2 separate regions of the Callithrix jacchus genome follow, and region 2 is linked to region 1. Evidence: chromatin contacts called from public Hi-C data. All regions are on one chromosome and are shown on one strand. Each heading gives the region's core, a stretch centred on a gene start, on an enhancer-like site or on the middle of the called end of the contact. The rest is flanking DNA. Distances are from core to core; before and after follow the strand shown. Region 1 holds the start of PLK2 (polo like kinase 2). Region 2 has its middle 120 kb from the start of GPBP1.

Region 1 (4,871 bases), core at 1,775-4,274:
GTTACATTAATGATTTTTTTTTTTAGGGATTCTAGATTTTGTAAACAGTTGAAAGATCTCCCACACTCAAAAGCTATGAAAAACTCTCTCACATTGTCTTCTGAGGTAACATTTTACATTTCAAACTTTCATCTGTTTGAAATTAAGCCACATATGAAGTATGGGTTAATTTTTTTCTTCCTACTGGTTACCAAATCAACCCCATGATATTTAGTAATTATTCTACTTACTAGAAAGTACATTTATTTCCTTTTTTTGTCCTATGAACTACAATTTTGGTTCTTTCCACATGATGGCACCACAATCCAAAAAAAATCATTTTCTTAGCTGGAAAGAAGACACCATAAGATTTACACAGTGTTAATATTTCATTAAATGCCTCCATGTTGTGGAAGACAGACCTGAATTTCACATGGAATGTTCAATAGTTTATCAAATACTGAAGTCCGTTTGGTAAAGACACATACCATTGTGTATGCTAATCAAAGTAATTGAAATAATTTTTAAAAATCATGACAATCTATTCTTCATAGTCTTTATCTTAGGCACAAAGAAATACATATGCACATACACACGTGTGTGTGTGTGTGTATAAACTTTATTATCAACCAATAAAGACATGGTGTGTAAAACTAGCTTTGAGAAATTCTAGTAATATTTTCTAAAACTGAAAGCCTTCAAAATCTTATAAAGTAGGTTTGCATAAATCTGGGGAGCAAAGGTCACCCCTAGGTTTATGAATAAAGAGGATGATTACGTAATTCTGAATTCCCACTCCTAATCCCCACCCCCTTACTCCATCCCTGACAATCTTGGGATTAACGTCTATTGTCACTTATGAGAAACATGCCCAGACTTGCCCTGTACTCTTTAAAGAATTAAAAACAGAAGCCACAGAAAGCACTTTTCCTTTCTCTATAATGGCAAAGACTTTCCCTTTCTCCTCTGTAACGGCAATGAGCCTCGTTTCCACATTATGCTGGAAGTATTTGAGACACAGTATCTTTGTAAATGTTTGATTCATGTTGATACCACGCACGCCTAAATTTGACAGTGGACTGCAGGAACCCTTTTTGTACATACCTTCCAGGGATCCAATAATCTGATATTCCAAATGTCTCTGGAATTTTGCTTCTAAAAACTGTTTACCATATCTTGTTAACATAGATAAAAAGATTCAAGTGTGCTAATTAAACTAACTTCGATGATCTACTAAAAATATAGTTAAATTCTCCAAATCTCATCTATAAAATGGGAATAATAATGTAGGAGACCAGAACCTGCCACTCCAAATATGGCTCTGGGATAAGGATTATTTAGAGATAATTATTTTGAGAACTAGCCGACCCAGGAGATGCTCTAAAAAATGGCATATTACCCTTTTGTAAGGGAAACTTACATTTACTAAAACAAAAACAAAAACAAAACCCATAAAACTACATTTGTAAGAGTGTCTTCTCTGTACCAGGAGGAAAAGTTTGACTCTAAATCATGAAAAACTCTTTTGTCAGTGAAGAAATAAGAAACCCCACTCCTATTTACTATACATTTCCTGGTCATGCTTCCTTAACTTGCCCGCCCCATACTCTTTTCTTTTGGTTTAGCTAAAGATGGTATTTAAGCCCAATTTTCAGCAATTTCATGGGTTATCTCCCATGTATATAGGAGACATACATGTTAATAAACTTCCTTGTTTTCTTGTTAATCTGTCTGGTTACAGGGATCCAGGTCAACTTTGAAAGGTAGAAAATTATTTTTCCTTCCTTACAACATTTCTCACTCAGAATTGTTGTAGGATTAAGTAAGGCATTTCAAAATACTGCACAGTCCTCAATAAATGTAACACTATCATAATTAGAGTAAGAAAAATTAAACGTGTTCCTAGGTTAGTAAAACTGCACAGTAAATCTGGAAATAGAAAACTAAGCCGTGTTTGCATTCACTGGACTATGCTCCTCTCTTCATCCTCCCAATCCCCCATCCCAGGAAGTCTCGGATTGACTCTTCATGCGCCGGGGCAGCTCATGAGGCATCTCAACAGATGCATTCGGAAGAAGTCATAGATGACTCTGATTCCAAACTCTTAATCGGCATCGATTTTTAATACCAGTAACTGTCAAAGGCCTACAGTCCTCAACTGTGGCCCACTCCGACACCTAACAGCACTTCTGGAATATTCCACAAGATGCCGCCCTTGCTTTCCAATCTTCGGGCCACCGGCGGAGGACGCCTTGCCAGGGCGCCGACCTCGCTCTCCAGGGTTCAGGGCCTGACCTCGTACAGAGGCTCGCTTAAGGGGGATGGGCGGGGGTCTGACGGGCCTTGAGGGGGATCCTGGCACGGTGGGCCGATCGGCCCGGGATCCCAGCCTGCGGGCCGGAGTCCGCCCCAGCGCGATGCGGGAAGAGCTCGAATGTCCGGCTCCACGAACCGTGGCCTCTCCCCCGGCACGGCCTCTCGGCACTGCCCCTGATAGACACCAGCGAGCTCGTCACAGCGCCGCGGAGCAGCGGCAACCGAGTCCTGTCACATGGCCAGGGGAGGCCACGCATGCCCGTGCGGTGGGCTCCGGGCACCCTAACACCTAGACACAGAAGGCGCCGGGGGCGAGGCGGCCGGGAAGGGCTGCGCGGGGGAAGGGCTGCGTCTGCACCCGCGCCCAGCTCGCTAGGGTCACTGCACTGCCCCGCCACCCGGCGGCTGGGGCGGGGGTGGGGCCGGTCGCTTGACCTCGGATTTCTGTTTTTATCGCTGAGGCTCGGAGCCTTCGAAGAACGGGCGGCAGGACCCACAGACGCCCCTGATGGCCTCCTCGTGGCCGCGAGAACTCTCAGCGGCCGGAGTTCGAGGTGCGCGGCCCGGTTCGGAAGCTGGACCGGGGTGGCGGGACAGACCGGCTTCTCGGCCCTGCGCGCTCAGGGCGGCCGTGGGGCGGGGCGTCGGCCGTGACGCAATGTTGCGTTTCGAATCTCCGCCCCATTGTCGCCGGCTGGTATATAAGACTTCGAGCCTTCTCACTCGCACAAGTGGACCGGGGTGTCGGTTGCGCGTCGGCAGCAGAGGCAGGGGTGCGAGGGCCACGGCCGGTTCGGACGTGTGACCGCGCCTAGGGAGGGGACGGCAGCGGGCAGTGTGGGGCGGCGAGGCGACCATGGAGCTTTTGCGGACTATCACCTACCAGCCGGCTGCTAGCACCAAAATGTGCGAGCAGGCGCTGGGCAAGGGTTGCGGAGGGGACTCGAAGAAGAAGCGGCCGCCTCAGCCCCCAGAGGAATCGCAGGCGCAGCAGTCCCAGGCGCAGGTGCCGCCGGCGGCCCCGCATCACCATCACCACCACTCGCACTCGGGGCCCGAGATCTCGCGGATTATCGTCGACCCCACGACGGGAAAGCGCTACTGCCGGGGCAAAGTGCTGGGAAAGGTGACGAGCGGAGGGCGCCGGGCTGTCGGGCGGGCGGGAGGTCTGCCCGGGCGACCCCGAGCCGGGCGGGCCCGCGGGGTCCCGCGCCCGCGGCTTCCGGGTTTCTCGGGGGTCCGATCCCAGCGCGAGGTGGGCTCCTCACCTGTCCTGTGGCTTTTGTGCCCCGGCAGCGCAGGCGATCTCGGCTTTGCAATCAGCCTCAGAACTGTGTGCCTCCCGTAGCCCAGAGAAATGCATCTTGAAAGAAGCGAGGGCTTTTCTATTTCAGACCTCTGTCCCTCCACCTGCTCCCAGAGAATTTTCCTGACAAGTCTCATCAAACATTATTTTTCATGTCTCCCCGCTCCGACCCTCCATAAATCTCCCGTTTGTAAAGGAAAAAGAGAAACTGAACTTGCTGTTTCTAGCAATGCGTTTCTCTTCACGAGGGAGCTTCAACGGAGTAGAATGCATCCCTCTGTCCACTCTCCTCCATTCCTCTTTTTTTTTTGCTTTTCTTTCTTCCCATTTATTTATTTATTTAAAGTATCTGCCGTCCATTTTTGTGCCATACTCAATTCCATCTCGGCTTTGTTTCCTTTCAGGGTGGCTTTGCAAAATGTTACGAGATGACAGATTTGACAAATAACAAAGTCTACGCTGCAAAAATTATTCCTCACAGCAGGGTAGCTAAACCTCATCAAAGGGAAAAGGTGTGTATGACTCTTGAGTAAAGTATTTTCTTTGTGTGCACGGATGGCCCTTCCCTGTTAGGAAAATGTCTTCTGCCTGTGTAATCACTGGCTTTTCCGAGGTGACTGGAGGCTAACAAGCCCTACCTTGCTTTTTCATGTAGATTGACAAAGAAATAGAGCTTCACCGAATTCTTCATCATAAACATGTAGTGCAGTTTTACCACTACTTTGAGGACAAAGAAAACATTTACATTCTCTTGGAATACTGCAGTAGAAGGGTAAGTGTCAATTCCTATTTGAGGACATTTACTTTCCCTGAATTAACATGGCATTCAAACAGTATTTTATCTGGGATTTTAGCTGTGGCAGTACTCATACTGCAATGTTAACTTTCATTGCTCAACCTGCAAAGGGAAACCAGTGATTTTGATAACTGTTTGACAGCTTCTCTTTTTTCCTTCTCGTATCCCTAGTCAATGGCTCATATTTTGAAAGCAAGAAAGGTGTTGACAGAGCCAGAAGTCCGATACTACCTCAGGCAGATTGTGTCTGGACTGAAATACCTTCATGAACAAGAAATCTTGCACAGGGATCTCAAACTAGGTGAGTCCTTGACACCGAAAGCTGAGTTTTGTGTTAGAGATAGTTCTTTTTTCTCTCCCTCCTTTTTTTTAAACATATTAACGTTCTTAATTGGGATCTAGCGTCTGCAATTTAGCTTTTGAATGGGTGACTTTGATATAACAATTGGCTGCCTGGGTCCAAAGTGGATGTGT
Region 2 (4,871 bases), core at 867-3,366, 1.2 Mb after region 1:
ACCTCAGGAGCACTTAACCAGAAAACATCACATGGTACCAAGGCCTATATGAGTCCTAGCTGAAAAGCACCATCCTTTTCACAATAACAGCTGTATTTGGCCACTTTATACAGCAAAATGCAACATGCCTTCTTAACCCCTCCAACTTGGATAAATTATGCAAAGTTTTAATTATGAAGATGTTCTGTAAATAAAATGCAGTACATATACACCATGGAATACTACACAGCCATATAAAAGAAGGACATCATATCCTTTGCAGCAACATGGATGGAGCTGGAGGCCATAATCCTAAGTGAATTAACACAGAAACAGAAAACCAAATGCTGCATGTTCTCACTTAGAAGTGGGAGTTAGGCCGGGCTTGGTGGCTCATGCCTATAATCCCAGCAGTTTGGGAGGCCGAGGCGGGTGGATCAGGAGGTCAAGAGATCGAGACCATCCTGGTCAACAAGGTGGAACCCCGTCTCTACTAAAAACACAAAAATTAGCTGGGCATGGTGGTGTGCACCTGTAATCCCAGCTACTCAGGAGGCTGAGGCAGGAGAATTGCTTGAACCCAGGAGGCGGAGGTTGCAGTGAGCCGAGATCGCGCCATTGCACTCCAGCCTGGGTAACAAGAGTGAGACTCCGTCTCAAAAAAAAAGAAGTGGGAGTTAAACATTGAACATACATGGACATAACATGAAAACAATAGACTGCTAGAGGGGGAGGGAAGAGGGGCATGGCTTGAAAAACTACCTACTGGATACTATGTTCACTCCTGGGGTGCAATATACCCACGTAAAAACCTGCACAGGCACCTCCTGAATCTAAAATAAAAGTTGAAATTTAAAATGAATAATTAACTAAAATTGATCTTATTTTATATATATATATGTCTCCTGGGCACTAATTTCCAGAGTCAGCAGAGAAAATAGGCTTAGGTGATTTAGAATGAAATATCTAGCCAAACACAATTTAGCCTTTGCCTATGTGGAACGTCCCTCAGGACAGTGCAAGGTCGCCCCTGTGAACATGCTCACCTGACAGATCTCCTATCACCTGGGGGGCAGGAGGCGGTCTTGGTAGAATCTATATTAACTTAGAGACTCATACGGTTTGGCAGTGTCCCCACCCAATTCTCATCTTGAATCATAGCTCCTGTCATTCCCACATGTTGTAGGAGGAACCCAGTGGGAGATAACTGGATCATGGGGGCAGTTTCCCCCATACTCTTCTCACCGTAGTGAATAAGTCTGACAAGATGTGTTGGTTTTATAAAGGGAAATCCCTTTCACTTGGTTCTCTTTTTTCTCCTGTGTGCCTTTAGCCTTCCGCCATGATTGTGAGGCCTCCCCAGGCACATGGAATTGTGAGTCCATTAAAGCTCTTTTCTTTATAAATTACCCAGTCTCCGGTGCGTCTTTATCAGCAGTGTGAAAACAGACTGATACACAGACCCAGCGGGAAGAGACCTCCAGCTCCTCATCTCTCAAGATGCAGGAAGTGAGCTGCCCAAGCCGCCTGTTCTCCAACGATGTGCATGTTTTTGGAGGATCAGTGTTAGCAGTGTTTGTGGGAGGCACTAGGAGGGCTCCCTGTAAGAAGTCCTGTAAGAAACACTGAGTGTGGCATGTGAATGAGAAGATGGCAGATATCGGAAATGTGTGGAGGAAACTGAAAAATAAAGACAACCGAAAGATTGAAACTACCCTTCAGGTAAAAGCAGCCTGACATCAGACATCCTTTTTTAGAGGATGTTTAACAAACACATCACGTTTTCAGGAAAACAATCTTTCGGCCTTATTAAATTTTGTGCAGACGCTCCTCTAAACAGTGATTTGCTGCCCCCTAGTGTTCACTTTTATGTAAAAAGTTTAACACACCCTGATTGGAGTCTCTCTTTCCTTTCCCTCTCAGCCTCTCCAAAAAAAAAAATCATCTCTTGACTGTCACTGCAATAACCAAAGCCAAATTAAATCACAAATTATGTTAAATTAAAGGCTATGGGTGTTCTTATCAACATAGAGTCCCTACATGACAGTTGTTTAGGACAGCAACATGCTATTTTTACCTCTCCAGCCACTACCCACTCCACTGCCGTTATCACTAAGGTGGGAAGGAATCCGAAGGACCCTAGGACAAAGCCAGAACAACAAAAGTCGCCCTTTCTGTCCCTCCAGCAGGGTCTTTTTAAGGAGAAGGCAACTCCTTATCTGAGGGAAGCCATTGGCTACCCCGGAGGTTTCCAAACTGGTACTGAGGGAGCAGTGTCTGAAATACAGGATCCTGAGTCTTAGCCCCAGCACTGTCTTCTATAACATTTTGTGTTTTTATGTACAAAAAGCCTTCTTGTATTGATTCTTTTTATTTGCATTTTAACAGTGTGCATATGTCATTCTATATGTAAATTAAAATAACTTATTTAAGAAAATGAACACTATGGTATTTCTTCTTGGACACCAAATTCAAATATTTTTATATATGCTGCACCGTTAGGCAATGATGATACTGGGGCTTTCTTTGAAGCCAGGGAATTTTCAAACCGTGGAAAGCTCTTTGGCCCCCTCTGCTGGTGAGTGATGCACTTGTAAAAGAATATCAAAGTTCACTGCTGGCGCCTTAGCTTACTTAGAACCTCACCTAAGCTGGCAAGCATTTGTTGGGGAGTTTCATTTCTATGAAAGATCGCGCTAACCTCTCCGGGTGTGTTCTACATTTACTGCCTAAGTCAGAGGAAGAGCCATTTCCACTTTATGTTTCTGTAAATTCCAAAGGCCTTTTCTTTCCTCAGCCAATATTTTCATAAGTTCAACCAATATCTTTTCTGAAACTCAGAGATGCCTTTCTCTCTTGCTGGAACTATAAATAAAACACCAAATACAGGTTGAGCATTCTTTATTCGAAATTATTGGGACTGCTTGGGATCAGAAGAGCTTGGGATTTCAAAACTTTTCAGGTTTCGGAATTCTTGCTTTACACTAGCTGAGCATCCCCAGTGGGAAAATCTGAGATGCCCCACGGAACATTTATTGTATGCTGGTCAGCATGCGAAAACTTTCATATTTGGGATCTTTTTGGATTTCAAATTTTGAGACTACGCATACTTAATATGTAGTAAATTTGTGACTTTTTCTTGCTTATAAGGTAAGTTCCGGAGGACAGAAACAAGCTCTCTGAAGACTCTCATTAATTTTTGCTGCCAAAGCTACCTTCTCCACCTCATGCTCAGCTGAGAGGGCTCCCTGGAGAAAGCCAGGACAGGTGAAAATGCACGTATTTCTTCCACACATTTGAAGAACAAAGGGAATTCAAAGCACTTTTATGGATTTCTTCGTTTTTTATACTTATTACAAAAGTAAGACATGCCTGCTTTAAATTAGACAATAATTTTTAAAATACCCTTCAGATTATAAAATGTAAATTGTCATAGCCTCTTTTAAAGGTAATAATACAGAATATACTGTATTGTTTTTAGTTGCATTTTAGGTTTGGGGGTACATGTGAAGAACATGCAAGATAGTTGCATAGGTACACACATGGCAGTGTGATTTGCTGCCTTCCTCCCCTTCACCTGTATCTGGCATTTCTCCCCATGCTATCTCTCCCCAACTCCCCACCCCCCGCTGTCCCTCCCCTATTCCCCCCAACAGACCCCAGAGTGTAGTGCTCCCCTCCCTGTGTCCATGTGTTCTCATTGTTCAACACCTGCCTATGAGTGAGAACATGCGTTATTTCATTTTCTGTTCTTGTGTCAGTTTGCCGAGAATGATGGTTTCCAGGTTCATCCATGTCCCTACAAAGGACATGAACTCATCGTTTTTGATTGCTGCATAATATTCCATGGTGTATATGTGCCACATTTTCCCTGTCCGGTCTATCATCGATGGGCATTTGGGTTGATTCCAGGTCTTTGCTATTGTAAACAGTGCTGCAATGAACATTCGTGTGCATGTGTCCTTATAGTAGAACGATTTATAGTCCTTCGGCTATATGCCCCGTAATTGGATTGCTGGGTCAAATGGAATTTCTATTTCTAGATCCTTGAGGAATCATCACACTGTCTTCCACAATGGTTGAACTAATTTACACTCCCACCAGCAGTGTAAAAGTGTTCCTATTTCTCCACATCCTCTCCGGCATCTGTTGTCTCCAGATTTTTTAATGATCACCATTCTAATTGGTGTGAGATGGTATCTCAATGTAGTTTTGATTTGCATTTCTCTAATGACCAGTGATGATGAGCATTTTTTCATGTTTGTTGGCCTCATGTATGTCTTCTTTTGTAAAGTGTCTGTTCATATCCTTTGCCCACTTATGAATGGGCTTGTTTGTTTTTTTCTTGTAAATCTGTTTGAGTTCTTTGTAAATTCTGGATATCAGCCCTTTGTCAGATGGGTAAACTGCAAAAATTTTTTCCCATTCTGTTGGTTGCCAATTCACTCTAATGACTGTTTCTCTTGCTGTGCAGAAGCTGTGGAGTTTGATTAGGTCCCATTTGTCTATTTTGGCTTTTGTTGCCAATGTTTTTGGTGTTTTGGTCATGAAGTCCTTGCCTACTCCTATGTCCTGAGTGGTTTTGCCTAGATTTTCTTCTAGGGTTTTCATGGTGTTAGGTCTTATGTTTAAGCCTTTAATCCATCTGGAGTTAATTTTAGTGTAAGGTGTCAGGAAGGGGTCCAGTTTCTGCTTTCTGCTCATAGCTAGCCACTTTTCCCAACACCATTTATTAAACAGGGAATCCTTTCCCCATTGCTTGTTTTTGTCAGGTTTATCAAAGATTGTATGGTTGTAGATATGTTGTGTTGCCTCCAATGCCTCTGTTCTGTTCCATTGGTCTATATCTCTGTTTTGGTACCAGTACCATGCTGTTTTGATTACTGCAGCCT

What was found. Hi-C and Micro-C count contacts between places; a contact is called where the count stands out from the background.
Region 2: a contact with region 1 is called in a Hi-C map of skeletal muscle, with 20 times the contacts expected there. The contact joins the enhancer-like site here to the promoter of PLK2 in region 1. A contact is called at or near these places in 3 of 3 Hi-C or Micro-C datasets (induced pluripotent stem cells and skeletal muscle).

What each region holds. Positions count from the first base shown.
Region 1 is chr2:151,407,953-151,412,823 of calJac240_pri, forward strand. PLK2 (polo like kinase 2) reads left to right here and starts at 3,025. Exons shown (of 14, transcript XM_002744937.6): 1 at 3,025-3,421; 2 at 4,006-4,113; 3 at 4,257-4,373; 4 at 4,569-4,698. The coding sequence starts at 3,152. LOC144581598 reads right to left here and starts at 3,362. Exons shown (of 3, transcript XR_013532633.1): 1 at 1,084-3,362.
Region 2 is chr2:152,600,910-152,605,780 of calJac240_pri, forward strand. No RefSeq gene overlaps it. Among named protein-coding and RNA genes, the nearest start is that of GPBP1, 120 kb to the right of the region's middle. Within about 2 kb of position 2,117, at least 2 of the 16 cell types and tissues checked have an H3K27ac peak or open chromatin away from gene starts, as enhancers often do.